2 separate regions of the Oryctolagus cuniculus genome follow, and region 1 is linked to region 2. The links are chromatin contacts, called in public Micro-C maps. All regions are on one chromosome and are shown on one strand. Each heading gives the region's core, a stretch centred on a gene start, on an enhancer-like site or on the middle of the called end of the contact. The rest is flanking DNA. Distances are from core to core; before and after follow the strand shown. Region 1 holds the start of MIER3 (MIER family member 3). Region 2 has its middle 47 kb from the start of ANKRD55.

The links. Hi-C and Micro-C count contacts between places; a contact is called where the count stands out from the background.
Region 1: a Micro-C map of ear pinna shows a contact between it and region 2, with 3 times the contacts expected there. The contact joins the promoter of MIER3 here to the enhancer-like site in region 2. A contact is called at or near these places in 2 of 6 Hi-C or Micro-C datasets (ear pinna and skin fibroblasts).

The regions. Positions count from the first base shown.
Region 1 is chr14:77,633,618-77,637,399 of mOryCun1.1, reverse strand. MIER3 (MIER family member 3) reads left to right here and starts at 2,372. Exons shown (of 12, transcript XM_070056720.1): 1 at 2,372-2,656.
Region 2 is chr14:77,006,630-77,010,336 of mOryCun1.1, reverse strand. It overlaps the pseudogene LOC100347986. Among named protein-coding and RNA genes, the nearest start is that of ANKRD55, 47 kb to the right of the region's middle. Within about 2 kb of position 1,971, at least 4 of the 8 cell types and tissues checked have an H3K27ac peak or open chromatin away from gene starts, as enhancers often do. A contact at or near this core is called in ear pinna, where this site is marked.

The DNA of each region.
Region 1 (3,782 bases), core at 1,123-3,622, 630 kb before region 2:
TTTCTGTGTGGGTGCAAACTGTTGAAATCTTTACTTAATGTATACTAAATTGATCTTCTGTATATAAAGATAATTGAAAATGAATCTTGATGTGAATGGGATGGGAGAGGGAGCGGGAGATGGGAGGGTTGCAGGTGGGAGGGAGGTTATGGGGGGGGCCACTGTAACCCAAAAGCTGTACTTTGGAAATTTATATTTATTAAATAAAAGTTTAAAAAAGAAGGTGCTCCCACCATGCCCAGCATGCACCATGGGACTTACTTTCTGTCGTGTCACCTGTTACATGGTGAAATAGTCAGAAGCAGTGTTTTTATTTAGATCTCCTGGAACAAGCAGAGCTTTTTATCTGTTTTGACTCTTGGAAGTCTTGTCATCAAAAACAATGAAAGATAGCCGGCGCCGTGGCTCAATAGGCTAATCCTCCACCTTGCGGCGCCGGCACACCGGGTTCTAGTCCCGGTCGGGGCACCGGATTCTGTCCCGGTAGCCCCTCTTCCAGGCCAGCTCTCTGCTATGGCCAGGGAGTGCAGTGGAGGATGGCCCAGGTGCTTGGGCCCTGCACCCCATGGGAGACCAGGAAAAGCACCTGGCTCCTGGCTCCTGCCAGGATCAGCGCGGTGCGCCGGCTGCAGCGGCAGCCATTGGAGGGTGAACCAACGGCAAAGGAAGACCTTTCTCTCTCTGTCTCTCTCTCACTGTCCACTCTGCCTGTCAAAAAAAAAAAAAAAAAAAAAAAAAAAAAAAAAAAACAATGAAAGAGCCATCCATTTACGTAACAGGCTTTATCCAGAAAGGATTGTGTGGTGTAAGACTGGATGACAAACTTTTTCTCTAGTTATCGGGGTTAGAAAGTAGCTCTGCTTCCTTACACTGCTAATGAATTTAGCTTCGTTTGTGTTTTTATGCATCCTTATTTTACACCAGGGACATGGACTCCCTGAATCATGTGGCAGGATGGATAGCATCACAGTTGCCTATACAAAAATCCTTACAAGCAAATAAAAAGAGAACCTGCGGAAACACTACTAAGTCTTTGAAAAGTGCGTGCATCCGTGTCTCAGACGTGCCACGTTTACAGTTCCGATTAGGCAGGTTTGCCGTGAAGATGTGTTTTGTGGCGCCGCTGCTGGGAACACTTTGTCTGAGGCCCCTGTCTGGGTCTTGCCTGTGTTGTGCCACACAGGGACTACTTGGAGTTCTGTGCAAAAGGTGTGCTCCCTGCCTCTGGTTGAAAGTGAATCACTTGCATTTAGCTGCAAGCCATTTTTTACTTCGAAAACTCTGAACGCCTCATTGAGGACAGTACGTACAACGTGTGCCAAGCCTCTGGTTTCAAAGTTCAGCTGTTTTGGAGTTATTTGACTGGACAAAAGGTCACAAGATATCTTTCAGTGCTGGGAAAGTGTAATTTTCCATGTCTTTATGATGTTTTGGAATAGCTGAAGTGATTTTTCCCTAAAATTTCCATAGAGAAATAACACTTACCAGCGGTGTAAACTTGATATTGAGATGTCTTGGCAAAACATTTCAAGAATAACCCTCCCTCCTCCTCCCTGACCGATTCTCCAGCCTGGTCCTCAGTATGTCCCCCTGGGAGACCCCAGGTTAAAATCCAGACCTTTCACGCCTGGATTGAAAGCTTTAGCTTCTACGAGGTTTCTCAACTGTGACATCACACCAGAAACCTCACCGCTATCATTTCCTCCCAGGCGTGTGTTAGCAAGCAGCTGGGCTCATTTCGCCAAATCCCTGAGGGGTCCGGGCCGGTCAGTCCTGACTGCGTGTGCTCCCCACCTCTCCTTGGGCCTGAAAGCATCCTTTCTTCTCCACACACAGCATTCTTTCTGGTCCCCCACCCGAGGACTGAGGACACCGTGCGTCTTCCAGATTGGCAGGATCCACTTCTGGACGCCACCAACCAGCTGCCAGTGTACACTGCCCTGTGTTTTGTGGGCTTCACGGAGGTGAAGGCTCCCCCTAGGACGAGCAAACAGCCTGAAGTAGGAGCAGCTACACCTGTTGAGCCCTGTCTTCCCCATTGGACTAGCTTCCCAAGACACGAGTGGCCTTTTAGGGGGTCGCGTTTTTGAGATCCCTCCAGGGTTTGGATACACTATGCCTGTCCTTCCACGGGTCGGTCCTGCAACCCCTGGGTCACCGCACAGACGATCTGGGGATTACCAACACCTAGGACTGCTCTAATCCCCCCCTACGTGTACAGTTCATGTTTTACAAGCGTCTTCTTTGACTCGTGCAAGTGCGCTCAGCTTCATTCTCTGCCCGGTCGGTCTCGCGTCTCTCCTTGTGCTCACTACCTTCCAGAGCCTGCTTGGCAGGTGCCTGATCCCCGTCCCTGCAGGTCTCCTGGGGGAAGCCGGGGCGCCGTCCTCTCACTCTGGACGGACCCAGTGCCCGGCGGGCGGCCACTTCTCCTATTTCCTAGGGCTCGCGCCCTCCCGTCGGTCTGGTCGCTCGCTCGCCTCCCCTCAGGGAAGTCCGTCCAGTGGTCGCTCCCAGGCTCCGCCCGTCTCCCCCACGCCCCACCGCGCCGGAGTGTCCAGGGCCGGTCCTGGGCCTCGACCGGCTGGACGCGGGTCTGTCCCCGGCTTGTGTCCGGTTCGCTAGGAACTTTACTCCAGCCGGGAGCAGAGGGGCGGTGAGCGCGAGTGCGGGCGCGCGGCGCGCGGCGCGCGGGCGACGGCGGCGGGCGCGGCTAGGGGGCTAGAGGAGCAGGGCGCGGGGCGGGGTGGGCGTGCGAGCGGGCCGGGGGCGTCGCGGGCCGCCCTGCCCTATAAGGGGCCGAGCCGCCTCCGCCGCCGGGCGGGTGCCGGGCGGACCGCGGCGGCGACGGCGGCGGCGACTGCGATTGGCTCAGGCGCCCCATCCGGGGACTGGGCTCGGCGCTGCTCGTTCGCCCTAAAGGTACCAATATGGCGGAGGTGAGCAGGGAAACCGGGCAGGAGCGGCCGGGCTGGAGCGGGCGCCCGGCGGCCCCCCGCGGCCCCCGGGCCGGCGTGGGGAGTCCGGGGCTCCTCCCGCGGCTCCCCGGGGGCCGGGGCAGCGGCGCGGGGGGCGCGGGGCGGCGACGGGCCGCGGCGGGGCCGGCCGGGGGGCGGGAGCGGGCGCGGGAGCGGTCTCCCTCCGGGACTAGGCCTCGGCGGCTCCGGCCCCGGCCCGGCCGGGCTGCGGGGCCGGGCGGGGGGCGGCGGCCGGCGGCAGCGAGCCCCAGCCCGGGGACGGCGCCGTGCCGTGTCCCCGGCCGCTGACGCGGGCCGCCGGCGCCTCCGCGCCTCTTCCCGGGGCCGAGGTGGGTGGAAACCGGCCGAGCCCCCCCACTCCGCGACCGGATTGCAAAGCGGGGAGCGGGCTGCGCCACTGCCCTGCGGGAGGAGTGCGCTGCGCCCCCGGCCCACCGCGCCCCGGCTTCGGCGCCGAGCGGCCGCACGCTCCACTTTGCCCCGGCCGCAGAGGCGAGCGGGATGCGCGGCCGCCGGGCTTCGCGGGAGAAGAGCGGGACTCCTGCCCCGCAGCCCCGGAGGTACGAGAGTCCCTGGGGTAAAGCGAGCAGACCCAGACCGTCGACGCCCGCTCCGGGAGAGCGCCTCGACAGCCCCTCTGCCCTCCGGGCTGGGCGGGCGAAGCTGCGCTGGCCGCCCCCCGGGACTCGGGAGCTGGGGGGAGGGGGCGCGGCAGGAGCCCCTTGGCTGGAGCTCGCGGGAGCCGGGGGCGCGCTGGCGGCCCAGGCGGGGACTGAACGCCCTGGCAGGAGCCAGCATCCCTGG
Region 2 (3,707 bases), core at 722-3,221:
TGGGTTCTGCAGGCTCGCGGAAGTCGCCAGCTTCTCTTGCCAGCCTCGCTTACGAGTATCAGCGCTGTGCGTCCGCCTGTGTTCCCTGCGAGAGCGCTCGGCTGTTTCACACATAAGCTTCCTCCTCGTCTTTCCAAGCATCTTTCGGGCAAACTTCTTCCTCAGGCACTCGATCTTTAGCTCTGCGACATTCCTCCACTTTCTTAAGGGTTTCTGGTACAGCAGGAACCTTCTTCTCTCCGGCACCCTCCATGGCTCCAGCGCCCTACAAATCATCTTGCCCCATTTGTTTCTGCTGCTTCAATGAGAATTTCTAGAATGCTGTGCTCACACCTGAGGCTGACACATCAGCTGTTCCAGAGGTGGAGGTGAAGAGCGCTGTGGAGCCAGCGAGGGGCAGAGGTGGACATGAGAGCGAGCCCCAGGTAGAGTGTGATTGTGAGCGAAGACCTCCACTCAGGCACTCAATTCCTAAGCCTCAGTTTGCTCATCCATGCAATGGGAGCAAAGGCATCTCTGAAGAATACTGTAAGGATTAAATGCCTCTTGCAGTCGGGACTTAATTAATGCCACTCCCCCCGCCAAGACTTTTCAAGAGGGGGGAGGAAGAGGCAGTACCATCATGTGGAAGACAGGGCTGCAAGGGAAGAAAGAAGAAAGGAAGGAAGGAGGGAGGGAAGGAAGGAAGGAAGGAAGGAAGGAAGGAAGGAAGGGAGGGAGGGAGGAAGGGAGGAAGGAAGGGAAATGCGTAGGCAGAAAGAGCAAAGGGGGTGTCCCCATGTGAGCCACTTTCCCTCCGCTCCATGTCTAGACTCAGCTGACACTGCAGGGGGAGGCCCAGGGCAGCCCTTGTCACGGGTCCTGGGCCTTGGGCCAAGCAAAAGGAGCCGCTACAAAGTGTGTTCCCATGGCTGGGCTGCTGAACGCAGAGTGCAGAGACCGCGAGGGCCAAGGAGAACTGGAATTGGGAGACTGGTGCTCAGGCTTCGCTGCCGCGTGCGTCTGGGTCCCACTGCTCTGAACAGAAGGACCTGGGTTTAACCAGAACTGGCTGTGCCCCCTCCCACAATAGCCCCTGAACTCACGGTGACAGGGGCCAATGTGGATTTCCCCTGCAGTCCCCCCTCCACAGGGGTCCACAGCCTGGGCCTCAGAACCCAGGGCTCAGGAAGGGGCACAGCCCAGAGTCTCCTTCCCCTCCGCAGCTGCCCAAGGGCAAGCTGGGGTCCTCACGCCACCTCCTCCCAGGCACCTCCCTGCCCTCTTCCCCTGCGCTCCAAAGGGCAGACCCCGACCCTCCTCACCACATTCCTGCCTCTCTCGGTTTCATTCCCATTCATTCTTCACCCTTTTTTCCCCCTCTCTCTGCCAAATTCCTCTTCCTGATGAGTCAGGGATTAAAAACGCACAGCCTCCTTGCTGAATAAATAGTATTTGTCCACAGTGACACTGACCAAGGGGCGAACCCTTGCTGTGTGGAGGGAGATGTGAGCACACGGCGTGGGCGTTGTCTGTCCCGGACTGGCTATGTGGGCACCACATGCGTGTCCGTGGCCTTGCTTTGACTGTGTCCCGACAGTCCGGGTGGACTTGCACACGAGGGAAGAGGTAAAGGAACAAGGGAGGAAGTGGCTGGGGGGAGCCCCTATGTGCTGTTTTTAAGCCTCCCATCAAGGGTTGGGAAGGGAGCATGTGGGCTCTCATCTCTTGGGAGCGGAAGTCTGTCGCTCTGTGGGCCTTGTCCAGCCCCCCAGGGAAGTGAGCAGGCCAACAGCTGAAGCGCATGGCCCTCCCACCAGGCCTAGGTGTCAGGAGAGGGCCAGCCCCACAGTGTGGCAGCAGGCATCAGCTAGGATTGTCCTCTTCTTCTTCGGCCTGGCCTCCAGCTCCTGGGAAGATCTGGAAGAGGCCTCTGGCCTGGAGAAGTGGACAAAACAGTTTCCTGCTACTCCTCCCCCTGGGGCATGGGGCCAACTCCACAGAAGTCCTGCACTTCCCTTCGCAAGCCCGGCCCCTCCCAAGGGCTCGCATCAGCCCAGCAGGCCGGAGAGTTCTTTCTGGCCTGCATGCTGTCTACATTTCTCTCCTTTTCACGCTTTTAGTCATCTCTCCAAATGCTTTCTGAAGTCAGGGTCTCACAGGTCATTCATTCCCAAACATCCCATTTGGGCTGCAATCTAGCATGTTACAGAGGAGATGAGCCAGGCCCTGAGAGGCACAGGCATCCTCAAGGTCACACAGCCAGGGAGTGGTGGAACTAGACCCAGAACCAAGGTCAGCGGGCAGTCATTAAGTGCAAGGCCCCACTCCGCACGGCTGCTATCTAGAAATGCATTTGCACAGCTCTTGCACGGGACTGGGGCCTTCCCGGCTCCTGCTCCTTGGGCTCCTTTCCATTCCCAGCCCCAGCGCCTAACCCCTGGACCTCCGGGGCCACTCGCCACAGCATTCCTGCAGACCACGAAGCCGTGCTGTTGTGAGCAGCCTTTTCCACTGAGACCCTGGAGTGCGCCTTCACGGGACTTGCTGATTTACAGCCAGGCCGTCTTCAGAGTCCCCTGGCCCACACTGAGCCAAAAGCTAGGAGAAAAGGCTTGCTCAGAGTTCCCCATCACAGGAGCCAGGTGCTCCTGCTGTTAGGAGCGCAAGCTCTTTAACCCCAGTGCCACTCGGGCCTGCCACGGCACAGCCTGGTCCTAACAGGGGCACAGGAGCCCCATGCAAGACTTGGAAGCTCCCTGGAACATACACCTATGTGGCGCCACTCCCAGCCTTGCCACGCCCCTCCAGCCGCCCTGAGCCTCAATTCCCCCCATGGATCACCGTCTGCTTTCCACCATGCTGGCCTGCCTCGTTGGTGTTGGCAATCCCACCAGCCTGCTTCCTAGTTTTACTGTCTTTTCAACTGAGAAGAGGGGCTGCATCCCGTTTGTGCACGCCTACCTTTCTGCAAAGAATTCATTCATTCAGTTATTCGTCCACCCATCACCCAATGATCCTGGCCCTGTTCTGGGAACTGGGGATGCAGCAAGAGCCAAATCCAGGGGGTCCCAGATCCCCATTCAGGACCAAGCTGCCCCTTCCATTCCCCAGCTGCCAGGAGGGCTGCTGGCCAATGACCCTGCCGGGAAATGCTGTTGGCCAAAGGAAGCTGACTTACCAAAAGAAATGCCCCTTCCTGGGGGAAGCCTGCATGCGATGACTGTTGATGCGGCACAATAAAGACCCAGCATCCTTTGTGTCAGCTCAGCACTTCACTCTAGCACTGCCCCAGCCTCAGACCCCTGGGACCACCTGAGCCCCTCCCCCCGCTCACTGCCCGGACGTTGCAGTCCGACCCCCACTCCCTGTGACTGGCCTTCCTGAGAATGTCCCCAGCAAGCCTTCCTCACACAACTCTCCAGCTCAGAGCTTCGTTCCCAGGGAACCCATCCAGTGACACCTGCCATCCTGAAGTTTATGCACTCGAGGGAGGAGACAGAAAATAAACACAATAAATGGTAACACAGCTCGTGGAAAGCCGCACTGCAATGGGAAATAAATAGAGCAAGGTCAGAAGATGAGGACTGCTGAATGGGAGATAATTAATTCTTACTTTTGACAGAATGATCAGAACAGGCCTCTCTGAGAATGTGACGTGTGAGCGAACTTGACATTCGCAAGCAAAGACATCGGCATCCAAAATTGTTTCTGGATTGGTCAGGGTT